2 separate regions of the Mus musculus genome follow, and region 2 is linked to region 1. A link is a contact called in public promoter capture Hi-C data. All regions are on one chromosome and are shown on one strand. The core of a region is the stretch at or near the end of the contact, and the rest is flanking DNA. Distances in the headings are between cores, read along the strand shown.

What was found. Promoter capture Hi-C pulls out the DNA fragments that hold promoters and counts their contacts.
Region 2: a contact with region 1 is called in a promoter capture Hi-C map of hippocampal neurons, with 3 times the contacts expected there. The contact joins the enhancer-like site here to the promoter of Plppr5 in region 1. A contact is called at or near these places in 2 of 39 promoter capture datasets (embryonic stem cells and hippocampal neurons), 6 of 484 Hi-C or Micro-C datasets (the HL-1 cell line, cerebral cortex, cortical neurons and 3 more), 2 of 115 datasets of contacts at active chromatin or transcription factors (PVALB interneurons and neural progenitor cells) and 3 of 9 other capture datasets (adipose tissue, liver and pancreatic islet).

What each region holds. Positions count from the first base shown.
Region 1 is chr3:117,571,956-117,579,515 of GRCm38.p6, forward strand. Plppr5 (phospholipid phosphatase related 5) reads left to right here and starts at 3,272. Exons shown (of 6, transcript NM_029425.3): 1 at 3,272-3,977. The coding sequence starts at 3,741.
Region 2 is chr3:117,681,541-117,688,422 of GRCm38.p6, forward strand. Plppr5 (phospholipid phosphatase related 5) reads left to right here. Exons shown (of 6, transcript NM_029425.3): 6 at 5,076-6,882. The coding sequence ends at 5,108. Among named protein-coding and RNA genes, the nearest start is that of Plppr5, 110 kb to the left of the region's middle. Within about 2 kb of position 4,666, at least 6 of the 459 cell types and tissues checked have an H3K27ac peak or open chromatin away from gene starts, as enhancers often do. A contact at or near this core is called in cortical neurons and hippocampal neurons, where this site is marked.

The DNA of each region.
Region 1 (7,560 bases), core at 2,022-4,521:
CATTTTCAGGGATACACAGTGAATATGACCAGCATGTCTCAGTTAACGCTTGCCAACTTAATAGTTTGAGTTTCCGTAACACAGAAGGATTCAGTTTAGGGCATATTAACTATTTCTACTCTTTCCCAGCAGTCACATTTTCTAAACTATTTTGCCTCTTTTGGACAAGTCTATTAATTTCATACATGCACTATCAGGGGAAAAGGTAGTTTCAGCAAAGAAGTATATAGTTTGTTTATAGTAACCATGTTGAAAGTAAAGATTTGAGATACTGGGAATGCAGAGAACTCGAATAATTAAAATACAGTCACAGTATAAGGCACCTTAAAGACATCTTGGCAGCCTCAGTTGGAAACAACCAACTATTGGTCTAGTCAGAAGCACCTGCCCTTTGAGATAAAGATTGTGTTGCAGTTAGAACATCAAAGAAGACACACACATCACCATTCTAGCATCTTCTCTTGAGAAAGCAGCTATCTCCCTGACAAGTACTGGACCTCCTTCTCTGAGGATGCACTCTTCTGTGATGTTGGTCATGAGAAGTCAAGGATGAAATTGCGAATACTCAAGACTTTTTTGATGTGTCTTTCATGATGTCATGATTTGGGTTTATAGTGCACTTATTTTTAAAATAATATTTATTTATTCATTTGTTCGTTTGTTTGTTTACATCCCAAATGCTGTCCCCTTCCAGTTCCCCTCCACAAGGGACCCCTAGATATTCCCCTACCCTGGTGCATCAAGTGTCTGCAGGATTAGGCACATCTGCTCCCACTGAGGCAGCTCTGTTGGAAAGTGGGTTCCACAGTCAGGCTACAGTTGGAGGGGCAGCTCTTGCTCCCATTGTTGGGGGAGGGGTGCTCGTGGAGCTGCATATCTACATGTGTGCCATGGGTGTTGGTCCAGCCTGTGAATGCTATAGAGCATTTTTAAGGACCAAATTTCATGAACCGTTCCTTATTCCATTCCTCCTTCCCTGGTTCCAAGAGGATGTTGCCACCCCTACCCTCAACACCACCAGGCCTCCCCACTCCCAGGAACCGCAAGTCTCTGGAGAGTTAGGTGCATCTTCTCTCACTGAGGCCAGACCAGGCAGTCCTCTGCTGTGTATGTGTCTGGAGCCTCATATCAGCTTGTGCATGCTGCCTGGTTGGTGGCTCAATGTCTGAGAGATCTCAGCAGTCCAGGTTAGTTGGGACTGCTCATTTTCCTATGGGGTCGCCCTTCTCCTCAGCTTCTTCCAGTCTTTCCCTAATTTAACCACAGGGTTCCCAGTCTTCTGTCCATTGGTTATGTGTAGGTATCTGAGTCTGACTAATCTTTGGTCCGGGCCACTTGGAGAGCAGCCATGCTAGACTCCTTTTCTTATTCTATTTTTGCTCTAGTCTCAGGAGCATTTCCATCAATATATATGCTAATATTTAAGATTCTTCATTAGAGTGAAGTCATCTCACTTTTCAGTCCCGAATCTCCTCAAACATCACTCCCTCAAGTCTGGCAATATAAACCTGGGCTTTGTTGTTTAAAGGAGGAACACTTTATTTTCAAGAGTGGTCCCTACTTAGCCCCACGTGTAACCTCTTGTGTTCTTCACAGTTCACAAATCCTGCTATGTATGGAAGGTAAAGTTCTTTCCTGGGTTTTCTGTTTATTTGTGGTTTTCTTTCTACATACGATTCTAAAATCTCAGGAAAATATCTGGATTTTGTATGTTAGTTGCTGAAAAAAAACATAGAAATAAGGATTTACTATTTTACATGTTCATATCTTCTTTGGAAGACAGGCAATCCTCAATCTCCCCCTCTCCCCCCAACTACACAGGATCCTCAAAATAAAATCTCACGATTACTTCAGCTCTAACCCTTGTCCATTAGAAGGCTGCTTCAGTAACAGAGAAGCTAGTTGCTAACAATCTTAAAGGAGCCAGGATTGGATATTCTGTATCTTTCCAGAAAGTACCTTGGGTTCTCAAAGTTGAACCGGGAGAGTCTATTCACTCACTTTTCATTTGCCACATAACTCACAAATACCCAGTCTTTGCCTGCCCATGGCTATGCTCTTTGTTCCTGTTCTTAGTCTTAGTTCCTGAAGTCTTACATCCTGAATCTTTCGAGTGGCCACATTTTCATACAGTGGTAGCTCACTCACATACATTACTTCTACCGGCCAAAGTTGCCTGCCACACACATCACTAAGAGTGCTCTGAAATAATTAGTTGTTAAATGATATTCTTGATTACATGGTGGCCCATCTCACACCTATTTAATATTCAAGAAATTCAGTGCTGTTACCATCCCATCCTCAAAATCAGTGATTTGCCTAATCAAAACTGTCGTTTTGGGTTTATGTTGTATTTTCTTGTTGATAAAGGCCCACCTCCAAAAGCCACCATGTTACAGCCTATTAGATGTATGAACATCCCAGAAATCCTGGTAAGTAATTCCAGATTCTAAGGAAAAGAGCAGAGCTCTTAAGGTTATTTTTCTCTCCTTATCTTCTGCACATGCTTTTTTCTCTGCCTGGTGTGAGCAGGGTCAGGGTAACTTGAAGATATTGCTTGGGTGCAGAGCTTACGAGTCATTGCAGGATGGGCTCTGCATACATATAGCTCCTAAGCTACTTAAATATCCACGCACACGCGTGGACATCTACGTAAGACTGCATTGTGTGTGCTTGTGCTATGACTCTGTGTGGGTCTTCTGACCTCAGAGGAATCCCTGCAATTCCCTGAACTCTGGAAATAGCAAGATGAGGCACATAGTTCTTTCCCTGTCCTTGGTGACTGGTACCCCTGGGTCCCAAGAATCTGCAATGCCTCATCTCCCAAGCAGCTAATCAGAGGAGACTGTGAAGATGAGAAAGGCTATACGTGGAACCAACCAGGAAAGAGCCGGTTTGCCCAAGATGATGCCTCTAAAGCTAGGAACCTTGAATCTGTTGATTTACTTACAAAGCCTTGGGAAACTGGAAGGGAGGCAAAGCCACCCAGAATCTAAAATCCTCTGAGATAATTTCTGTCATCGCCTTGGAAGCCACACTGCTCTGGCTGCTCTCCAGCGCTGGAGGGGTCACAGAGTCCAGGCAGTGCTGTGAGCAGAGACAGAGACTGCAATTCGGCGGCGCCACCCGGACACTTTGCGTTCCGGTGGGCTTTGCGCTCTGAAGATGTGTCCCCGCACCTTCTTCCCAGGCGCTGTGCGGGAGGTCTGAAACAGCCCAGCTGGTGACTCGAAAGGGAGTTTCTAGAAGCTCCATCTCTGCTGCCTCCCCTCCCCTTCAGATTTGGAATTTTACCCTCTCCAGGCAGCTGCTCCAGCTATACAACATCCGCCCGCCCTCCGAGGGGACGAGGTGCCACCGACGCCGCTTGCCTCGGGCCGGTCCGAGGGCTTGACCACAGTGCCGCGGTGTCGCGGATGCTCCCGAGCTGGGGCTGGGGACTCCCCGCCCTTGCGCGCGACCCCGCGGCCGGGCAGGCGGCGCTTGCAGCGGGCAGGGGGCGGGCAGGGCAGATGGGACTCGTCCGGGGGTAGCCTCCTCCTCTGCATCCTGCCCGCGCATCCCGAAGCCCAGTCGCATCCTCCGCCTCTGCCTCGGCGGCTGCCAGCCTCCGCCTCGCGCCACCTCGGCCTGCCGCCGCCCCCGCCGCCGCGCCCCCGGTGGCTGTGCCTCGGCGGAGCCCGGAGGGGGCCTGTGGCGCGTCGACCGCCCGCTCGGCTCGGCTTGGCCAGGAGGCGTGCATGCCCCTGCTGCCCGTGGCGCTCATCAGCAGCATGCTCTATTTCCAGATGGTGATCATGGCAGGGACGGTGATGCTGGCTTACTACTTCGAATACACAGACACGTTCACTGTGAACGTGCAGGGATTCTTCTGCCACGACAGCGCCTACCGTAAGCCCTACCCGGGCCCAGAGGACAGCAGCGCGGTGCCCCCGGTGCTCCTCTACTCGCTGGCCGCTGGCGTCCCGGTGCTTGTGGTAAGCTCCGGGCTGCTAGCCCTCTCTTGCCTTCAGCAGGTTGAGACTCAGCCGGGAGGACCAGGCAATACCAGCCTTCACCATCTAAGTTCCTCTAACTTGGTGGCAGTCCTCTTCCCCCAGAGGACATTCTTCTGGGGAGCATGGGGGTGGGTGAGAAGAAAGCACCCCTGTCTCTCCAAACCACCCCTGCACCCTCTGCTTGAGCCTGCAGGCTGGGTGGCTCAAAGACGGGGAATAGACCTGCAGAAGGTGTAGGGTGGGTGGCAGAGATAGGAAGGGAGTGAGCCTCTGAAACAAATAGACTTGGTCCCTTCTGTGGTCCTGTCTAACGGGTCTTGGTTCTGAATTTTGGTAGGAAGGGAAGCAGCAGCTTGGGGTGGGGTAAAGGAATCAGATGCTGGGATGGGGAAGTGACCCCAGTCAGCTGAGGCTGGGGTACATGCTCCTGTTTTATCTGCCTCCTTTCCTTCCTGATGAAAAGAGTCTGATGCATTAGGCCGAAGATCGGCTCACAAGTATCTAAAAATGTCTTTGGGCATCTGTAAAAGAAGAAGCCTCAGCAACAGGACTTTGCTGAAAAGCAGGAGCAGAGGAACCTGCAGCACAAGAGCACTTTAGATTTATTTAAAGGCTATCCTCTCCTTGGACTACACTAGCACTAGCACTAGCACGTCCTCTCTTCCTCGCTGGATTTAAAGTTTCTCTCCTCCCTCTTCTCTGCCTGTAGGTCTTTCTGCCTCTCTCTCTCACTCTCTCCTTTCCTAGTGTGTGTGTGTGTGTGTGTGTGTGTGTGTGTGTGTGTGTGTGTGCATGTGTGGTGAGACAGGGAGAAACAGAGAGGCAGAGACAAAGAGAGAGACAGAAAGACAGAGAGAGGGAGAGAGGGAGAGGCAGAGAAAGAGACAGAGACATGACAAGACTATGTAAGACTATATAGAATGGTCTCACACACAGGGGATGTAACTCTTGAGCTAATAATTACATCACAATATACATATATGAACACAATCCAAAGATTTTGTTTTGTTTTGTTTTGTTTTTTGTTTTGTTTTGTTTCTTGGTGGCAGATGAGTGATGTTTCTTTGGAGACCAACCTCACTACGGTTCCTTTACATTGACAAAATATCTGAGGTTCCCTTCCCATGATGCTCCATCTTCTTTCTTTCTTCCCTCTCTCCCACTCACCACAGAAGGAATAGGAAGTGAAGTTAGAGAATGAAAGGGAAGGCAAGGGAACTTGGGCTTTTATTTTCCATAGCTGAACTGGGGAATCCCGATAAGTGTATCGGCTTCATTCATTCTTAAAAGTCTTTTCTCCCCTAGTCAGGGAAGTGATTTAAGAAATTTCAAAATGAAAAGTTCTTACCACAAAACTGGAATAATATAAACAAAGCGAGCAAGTTCTTGCTAGCTTCTAAGTAACTCTGTTTCTCATACACAGAATGATTTCAACCTCAGCTTGAGGGTGATGGTTGGGGGGGGGCGGTGTTAAGACTTCCTTGTCCTCAAAAGCCTTTACTTTGTTATTGTTTTTGACACTGGATTTGCTAAAATGTGTCAGAAATCCTCAATGCAGTTTCAAGCTCCAGTTCTCTCCCTCCCAGTTTGAAAAGTTGCCAGAGCAAAAGCTGGCCTAGTTTCTGGGGACTTTTGCCTCTGCAGCTTCTGTGTTTTCAGGCACATGCTTTCTAGGAGACTAAATAGCTCAGAGATTTTTTTTTTTTGATTTTTTTTTTAAAGGAAAATGCCTACTGCTTTGGGGTCATTGATTTATTTGCAACCACAATCAGTAAATTCTGTGACTTTTATTTCGGTAATGGCCATTCAGTGTCTTCAATGAGATAGTGCTTGTGAGTCTCGAACCAACTATCCTTGGTGGCAGGTGCCAGTTTAGAGTTGAGGGCACATTGGTCCAAGATTTTGGTGATTCCTCGCTTAGAGGAGACCTAGGGAGAACCTAAGAAGGGGAAGGGAGCTAACCACTGAGTGGAACTGAGCTGTTTCAGTCACGTGCATGGAAGGAACAGCCTTTCAGGAGATCTTACCTTGCCTTACGGTAAGAGGAAACATGTCATGACTGGAAACATCATGAAATGACAGCAAAAGGTAGATCTATCTGGTGTTCATATATCCAGAGGACTAGTGCCAAGTGCCAAGTACCAAGCTCCTGCTACACCCAAAGAACATCCCTGAAAGATGGGAGCTGCCTGCTGGGCCTGAAGTGCAGTGACAGAAAACGTAGAAATTGGTGAAAGGGAGGCTCCAACTTGGCTTTCTTCTTTTGACCATTAGTTCTCAGATATGTATGAATAGATTTAAGACTCAATGTGAAGAGAAGGAAGTGTTGAGTTTTGGTTGACTGGACTCTGTTTCATTCTCTGCTCACAGGAACGGTGCATTCTGTTAGGACGTGATAAGCCAAAACAGCAGTGGCAGCTGTTTTTGCTCCATTCTTGTCAAGAACATGGCCTTAAGCATAGCATACCCGTTTCTCTGGAGAATAGCATCAACATCAGCAATACCCAACCAAAGGGGAATTAGTACTTTATTTTTGGATACTTGAGAATATCCTCCACACACCAATGGGGGAACCCAGTAATGTTTGTATCATCTCTGAGATCCGCTCATATTATTTTCATAAAATATTTTGTTTTCATTTTGTTATTTCTTTTCTATGAGTCTTTAGCTTGCATGTATGCCTGTGTGCCACATACATGCCTGGTGTCCAAAGAGGCAAGAAAAAGGTTTCGGACCCCTGGGTCTAGAGTTATAAACAATTATGAGCTGCCACGAGGGTGCTGAGAATTGAATCTAGCTCCTCTTGAAGAGCAGACAGTGCTCTTAACCACAGAGTCATCTCTCCAGCCCTTTCATGAAAACATTTTGGGAAGCAGGTGCTGAGCTCAAGGACCAAAGTTAAAAGGTAACCCTAATGCCCTACTGATTTTAACCCTAGTCTATCAAACTTCAAAGTCTATATTCTTTCTGTTATAATACATTAATTCAATCTGCTCATAATCATTTTAATTAAGTGTTTCAAACCTTTCCCTTTATTTATATATAAATAAATATATTCATATGCATAAATATATATTTAATATATTTTGACTGGTAAGGTTCATCTTTATTTACTTGTTTACTTAATTTTTTATGTATGTTCCTAACCTGAAAAGTAATCTAGAGAAGTTGGTCTCCTCGGTATTTCAACCTGTAGATTACTTTTTCTTTGTCCAAAATGTAAAGGCCTGTGTCTTTTGGATTGCACTGCATTTATTTATTTGCCCATTTATTTACAAGCAGTAAGGTATACTCTTTCTGTATAGAGCAAGTAGCCCGAGACTTGTGAGACTTAATCCTGAGATTCCAGGCACATGACTTTACCTGGATGGACTTTAAGATTGAAAATTCCATTTGCTGTGAAACCGTGAACAATTTGTTTACATTTATTCATCCTCAATTTTTCCAGTCACAGAATTTTGCATATTAAATCATTTATAACATACAAATACCCTTCATGGCTCACGGTCCACACTTTCTCACACCTCAGTGACATGTATGTTGTATTTCTCACACCTCAGTG
Region 2 (6,882 bases), core at 3,416-5,915, 110 kb after region 1:
ATGTTGTGTGTGTGTGCAGGTATATATCCACATGTGTATGTGGGAGCCAGAAACCAACCTTGGGTATCTTTCTTAAATATCATCTACCTTGTTTTTAAGACCTGATCCCTGAACACCATGGAATTGACAGTGAGTTAGGCTGGCTTGCCTGTGAGCCCCAGGTGCTCTGCTGTCTCTGATTGTCCAGCACTAGGGTTACACCTGTGCACCACCATACCTGGTAGTTTTGAAGTGGGTTCTGCAGATGGAACGTGGGTCTTCAATTTTGTAGAGCAAGCACTCTACATATGAAGGTATCTCCCTAGTCCCTAAAATTTCCTAATCTTATGGGTTCTAACAAAAGTAGGATTTCATGTAATAATCAACAATAGTAAGCTATGGAATTTTCAATCTACCCAGAACAGCTGCCATTTTACAATCAGCCCACCTCTAACATTCACCCCTGATAACCACTAATCTGCCATCTGTGCCTGTATTTCTTTCTGCCTTTCCCAGGGTGTCATAAATGGACTGACATTGTATGTAAATGTTTTAGTCTGCCTCCTTTTTAGGGGTCAATGGGCTTTCTACCCAAATTGGTGAGAGGTGCTCTGTTGGGTAACTGTACCTCAGCTTCTTTTCCCATTGGCTGGCTGGAGGATATTTGGGTTGAATGTCATTGAAGGAAATCATGAATGCAGCTGATATGAATATTAATGTACAGGATTTTGTATGAATAAACATTTTTTATTCATTCATAAATTACAGACACACACACACACCTGGAAAAGGAAAGTGGGCCATCTGGATTTTTACTGACTTGTGCAGTTTTATGGAAACTGGCAAGCTTCTTGGTGTTCATCAGCAACTGGTTATAAAGGAATTTATTATACACCTGTTCCTTTACCTATGTCCTCTAACTCTTTTTGGTTGGGGAATTGCTCTGTGCTTCTATAGCCAATCCAACATTTTTAAAGGTTAAAATGGAATCAAACAAACAAGGTTACAGTTAGTTAGGTTAACTTAATGTGAAAGAAACATAAGAATAACTTATAGGTAAGTTTCAGTTACTAGGAATATCAACATGATTCTATTAGGGTTGTAATAAATGAAACTTGAATAAATACCAAGTCAAAGCCTGTAGTAGACTTCCCAATCATGTGAGATTACAATATGGTGATGAGTGAGATTGTTTTGAAAGCAAACAAAGGGGGCAGTGCCAAGAGCTGTGGTAGATGAGGACATTCAGGGGACACACATATTTACTTTGTAGCATCTCCTAAGAAAAGGTAGAAAGAGTCATTTGCCAATAGGTAAAGTTAAGTGGGTGGGGATAAGAGGCTTGGGGAGGGTAAGCATCAACTGAGGAGGCCAGATGAGTGAGGAAAATAGAACCTAAAACTGGGGTGGGTGTCAGAATTTGCAGTCAAGAAATGTCCACGTGGTCAAACTTTGCAGTCAGACAGACAAGGGAAACGAAGAGCCTTTTAGTTGCTCAAAAAAGGAATGGAAAGAAGACTCCGAATCAATACAAAACTGTGCACTACAACAAAGCTAGTGTCGATAAACTGTCCTCCTGCCCAATGAAGCTCATTTCTCAGTTTTATTCTCTTGCATTTCCACTTTGTATAAACAAAATTATTGCTTACTTTGAATTTTACAGCAAAGTTCCTGGGCCCAAGTCTGAATTTCTCTAACAATGTCTTTCTTCATCAGTAAAACATGATCTCTTTTTACTAAATGATCTTACTCCTTTCACAAACCATTAGGAGGAAGATTTCACATGACATATTAGTGGGACTCACAGAACACATTCTCCTTTTAGGGCGAATTCTACTTTTATTGCTTGTCGTTTTTGGATGTTTTGTTTCTTCTGGAAGAGTCTCTGTAACACCAGGCTGCTCTTCTGTAACAACATCTGCCCTTGAACTCTGAATCCTATCCTTTGGTTGGGCTTATAGGCCTGGGCCATTACATCAGCCATTTTCTGTTCTCTCTCCTGTCCATGCTCCCTGCCTCAAAGCAGACAATGAATAAAATAAGGATGCAAATAGGAGAATGAAGTATGACAATGTTCATGATTGTGACATCTGATCTTAACTTCCCCTGGCAAAATGGAGGCAGCATTCTTGTAACTATGGACTGGCTGGTGGATTTGACACTAGCTCTACAACTTTTTATTCAAAATCCTTAGTGGCAGATGTTTTTCAGGATCTAATATATTTTGTATCTTTGAAATCAATGTATCCTGTGGCACAGGCACCAATATAAGAAGGAGACTTTGTAATAAAAAAGTGTTGCTTATGGAGCAGAACACAGCACAAATTGCCTTGGGTCATTAAATGAATCTGTATCCTTCTTGTAAGAAACTATGGGGTTTTGAAGTTAGTTTGCCTATTATAGTTGCATGTTTTCTGAACTTTTGATGAAAGAACAAACGATGAATTTTATTTATAAACTATAGACTATTTTAAATTATTTTTCTTTCCTTCTCATCTTTGATTCTCTAAAATGTTTAATTTTAGCTTGTTCCTTTTAATTTTATCAACCAAAAACAAATAGTAGATAAACCCAAATAGATTGTCGAAATGGGGCCAAGAAATATTGTGCATGTATAATTTAACATTAGTAAAACTCCATTCATAAGTATATCTGCACTTTATAGGTGAGAAAGCTAGGGGTTTTGATGGTCTAACTGCTTGGCAATCTTGTATTGTGATGGAGCCCACATTTAATCACTTTATATTCAACCCACTTGCCTGCAGAGTCTACTGTGCCAGTCAGTTTCCTCACCTAGACAATAGATCAGAGCACAGGCATTCCATTTTATGTTTAAAAACTTAAGCTGATTTTAAACCTTCTTATTAAGTTATAGGATCATTTTTGCCATCTTGAAAAAAAGGAATTTTACTCACTTCTGTCTGATAAATGACCTCACTCATTTATAAATTAGTTTGAAGAAAATCTTCACATGACAATTTATTGAGGGCCATGGAACATACTATCCATTTAGGATGCTTTTAAAACCTTATTTAAACATGGTGTGTGATCTAACAATGAAACAACCTAGAACTCTGAAGCAACAGATACATTCACTGAAGCAAAGAAGTTAAATTTAAATCTTATGTAAAACACATTTCGTAGGTCTTCCAAACCCAATATATTGAAGATGATCAAGAAGAAAATTCCCAGGGGAGATCCTTTAAAGACTGCCTTGCCAGGCTCTTCGGCTGGATAATGGGGATTAGCCACTGTGAACACCTCCAATTAAGGCAATAAACGTATGTGCGCATTAGCGCACTGGTGTTGGAGCTGTACTGCAAAACTGGAGTAAATACAGAGCACTGTGTCCTTCTGTGCAGGTCCCCAGCACAACTGCAGAAGGACTGCACCTCACGTGGTAGCTTGTCAGCTGCTGTTATTCTTAGTTCCATTTTCCCCCTCATTGGGAATGCAGTATTCCTTAATGAAATAGCCTTTCAGTAAGTACTAAAAATTAAGTTCTAAAAGACTTTGCAAGTCTTTTGATTCTGAATACTTTTCAGGATTACTTTTGCATCTTCCTGTTTTTGTTTTTTTAAAAAAAAAGAACTTGCTGAATGGCAGATCTTGACAAACAGCAAGCCATCGCCAAATTCTGGTGTCATAAAAATGAGGTTTGGCTTACATGTCATTCTGATTATGTTACATGGTTCTATTTATATGGTATAATCTGTATATAGAGAAAAATAAGGAGTAAAATGGAGATTTTCACGTAGAATTTGGAGCATTAAATTTGGACTTAATTGGACTGGAGAAATGACTCTGGTTATGAGCAGTTGCTGCTCAAAAGACCATCTAAGCTCAGTTTTTAACACCTGTATCTGGCCGCTCAGACATGTAGAATATCGAAACTGGTCTTAAATTTTCTAAATTTCAGCATCTGAAGTGATTTTTAAGACACAAAGTGACTGTTTTACCAGGAGACACCTGCACTCAAGGACAAGCCTCAGTATTTTGCCTGCTGCTGTGCTGTGGACTAGAAAGAATACTTGCTAATGGACACTTGGCAAGTTCTATTCTTCAACTACTTGGGCTTAATCTCTATTCTACACTCATGTCTAACTCTCAGTCTGTGTAACTCTGAACAGGCAGTGTGATGACCTTTTTGTGATGTTGCTGTGAGACGATGGTGTTGACCTTCATGCTCTATCTTAACGCAAACCCATGTGTGTCCGAGTTAATCATACAGCGTCAAAATTTTACTATGCTGCCTTAGTGTCTGTGACATAGTGTAATACAGGTCTGAGTCTATTTCAATTTTAGCCATTCTGAAGGTTTACTTCTCTATAATTTCTGGCTTTTTAAAAGAAAAGAAGGAGCCTGGCGTGATGGCGCACGCCTTTAATCCCAGCACTCGGGAGGCAGAGGCAGGCAGATTTCTGAGTTTGAGGCCAGCCGGTTCTACAAAGTGAATTCCAGGACAATCAGGGCTATACAGAGAAACCCTGTCTCAAAAAAAAAAAAAAAAAAAAAGAAAGAAACAAAAAAGAAAAAGAAAAAAAAGAGAAAAGAAGCAAAAGGGATGAGACTATAAAGAATTCTGAGGAGCAGAATCAAAACAACAACAAAACCCAGCTTGTAGCGTGGAGTCTGAATTCATACCTCAAAAATGAAGTATTGAAGTAGATCTCTGTCAACTACCAAATGCTATTTCAGTCCGTGCATGGGCCCAACTCACTCCACACCATCTGCTTCTCAGGGAGCAATTAGTCTGAAACTACAGCATGCACATTGAAATTCTGTTAACAGTGAACAGAATATTAATGTGTCTGCCATGGCCATTTTTATCTACCAAAATTTTAGTGTTAATTCTGAGTAAAACAGGTATAACATTTTAATCTATTCCGTTAATTAAAAATACTGAATAAAAGATATAATTAGCTTAAAATTATGTAACAGAACAGAGAAGTGAGTTTAACAACACTGTGTTGTAGCAACAAACATGTGGGGAACGGTTCTATATTAAGTTAATAGTTACTTGTGAAAAATGCTAAATACTTTGTTAAATCAGTTGACCTAGGACTCTGACTTTGGAATCCCCTTTTCTTTTACAGAACCACGTCACTGCCTTTGCGGAAGTCACATGATGTTGAAGCAGACGGTTTTTCCCTGCACTGGACATCATCCCTATTTACCATACATTCATAACAGAGTTTATTTGATTACACAGGAAATTTATAAAGATGTAGGACACTTTTTATAATTTTAAAACTTGACAGCACCCTCTCTGCCCCGCCCTCCCACGAGACTGTGAGCTCCTCAAGAGCAGGACCATGGCTTCCTCTTCTGCATCCCCGCCACCCACGACAAAGCCCAGCACAAAGTGTGGGTGTTCAGTGAAAACACGATGATAAAACGAACAAGTCAACTCTTAAATAAAATGGTTGCTTTAGTTTCTCAAAAAGAATCTCTGTGACTATGTGGAAAGAAACCCCCACATGGGTTATATTTGTATAAAAGAAACCCTCTATTTTGGGCTAGTTAAGTCTTTTTAATTTTTCATATATCTATTCAGCAGTATAGCATATTTAATTTGAAGTGAATTTTGAAAGTTCTGGGGACTTTTTATTATGCAGCATGACATTATTTCCATTTTAACAGATTTCAGTGTGTGGAATCACTTTACTTTTAGAAAGTATGTCCTATACTAAATTGTTTGCTCATTATATTATGCTATATTTCACTTAAAACACCATTCATACTACATATTCTAAGACTGGTGCTTCTGCTTTTAAAGGGGAAAATGCCAATTTTTACTGTCACTGAGTAATGTATCATAATTAAAATTATTTATTTGGACTTTTTCTTTGACAGTTGTGGTTTAATGGTTGTGCTGCAATTTTTTTTAATGCAGGCAATATTTAGAATACATTAAGGTAAATCCAGCCATGATACCTTGTTATTGAGTAGCCTTCCATCATTAACAGTGTCTCAAAATGGCTATGGTCCATTATTAAATTTTCTAATTGGTCCAGAACTCAAATAATTTAAATGAGAAAGAACCACACCTTAAAATACTATCATGAAAATACTAGAAATATGATTAATGTATTTTTGTAATTGTCTAATACTTTAATTAAACGTATTTATAGTTATCATTTAATCCTTATGGCAATCCTGTATAAATATTGAAAGATGACTTTATTTACATATGATAAAAATAAAGCCAAGACTGATAACATGCCCAGTCCATACCACTAGTCAAGGGAAGAGTTAAATCTAAATTCAGATTTACCCTGAAACTCTTATTTTTCTCAAATATGCCACAGTTGCCTCAACATTCATGACACTGAGGCCATTAAGAGGCCATTAGGGTTCTGAGAAACTACCTATCTTTAAGAAAAAAAAATGAAGAAATGCTAAAGTTAGGAACAGAAGGTCTGCAGTATTTTAAAAGCTTACTTACATGGAGGAACATAAAACATCTCTTTCAAACGCAGAGCTATTTAGGATTCTATTTATAATCCTATTTTAAAATAATGACATTCTAGTGTCTGAATGTGAGGCTTTTGGTAGAAGAGAGGTCCAAATGAAGATTCTCATCTCTGCATCTCAGCTACCTCTCAGGAAAGGGGCTGAGGGACAGGTTATACAGTGACCATGTAAGTTAAAGATGAAAACAGTCTCCACAGAAGAAGGAGGATCAAGTCATGAGTCACTCTGCAATCTCTAAGGCTAACCCAAGATACTTTGACTTAAATGTGCAGAAAAATGATTTCTTTTAATCTTTCTAGTCTAAACATTTAGTTTGCTCTCTTAATTTCAACAGAAATCAGCAAATAATTAAAACCAAAGGCTTCTCTGTTACTTCCAAATGGATTTCAGTTGCCCAATTTCAATTCTGAAGAGGTCAAAATATGT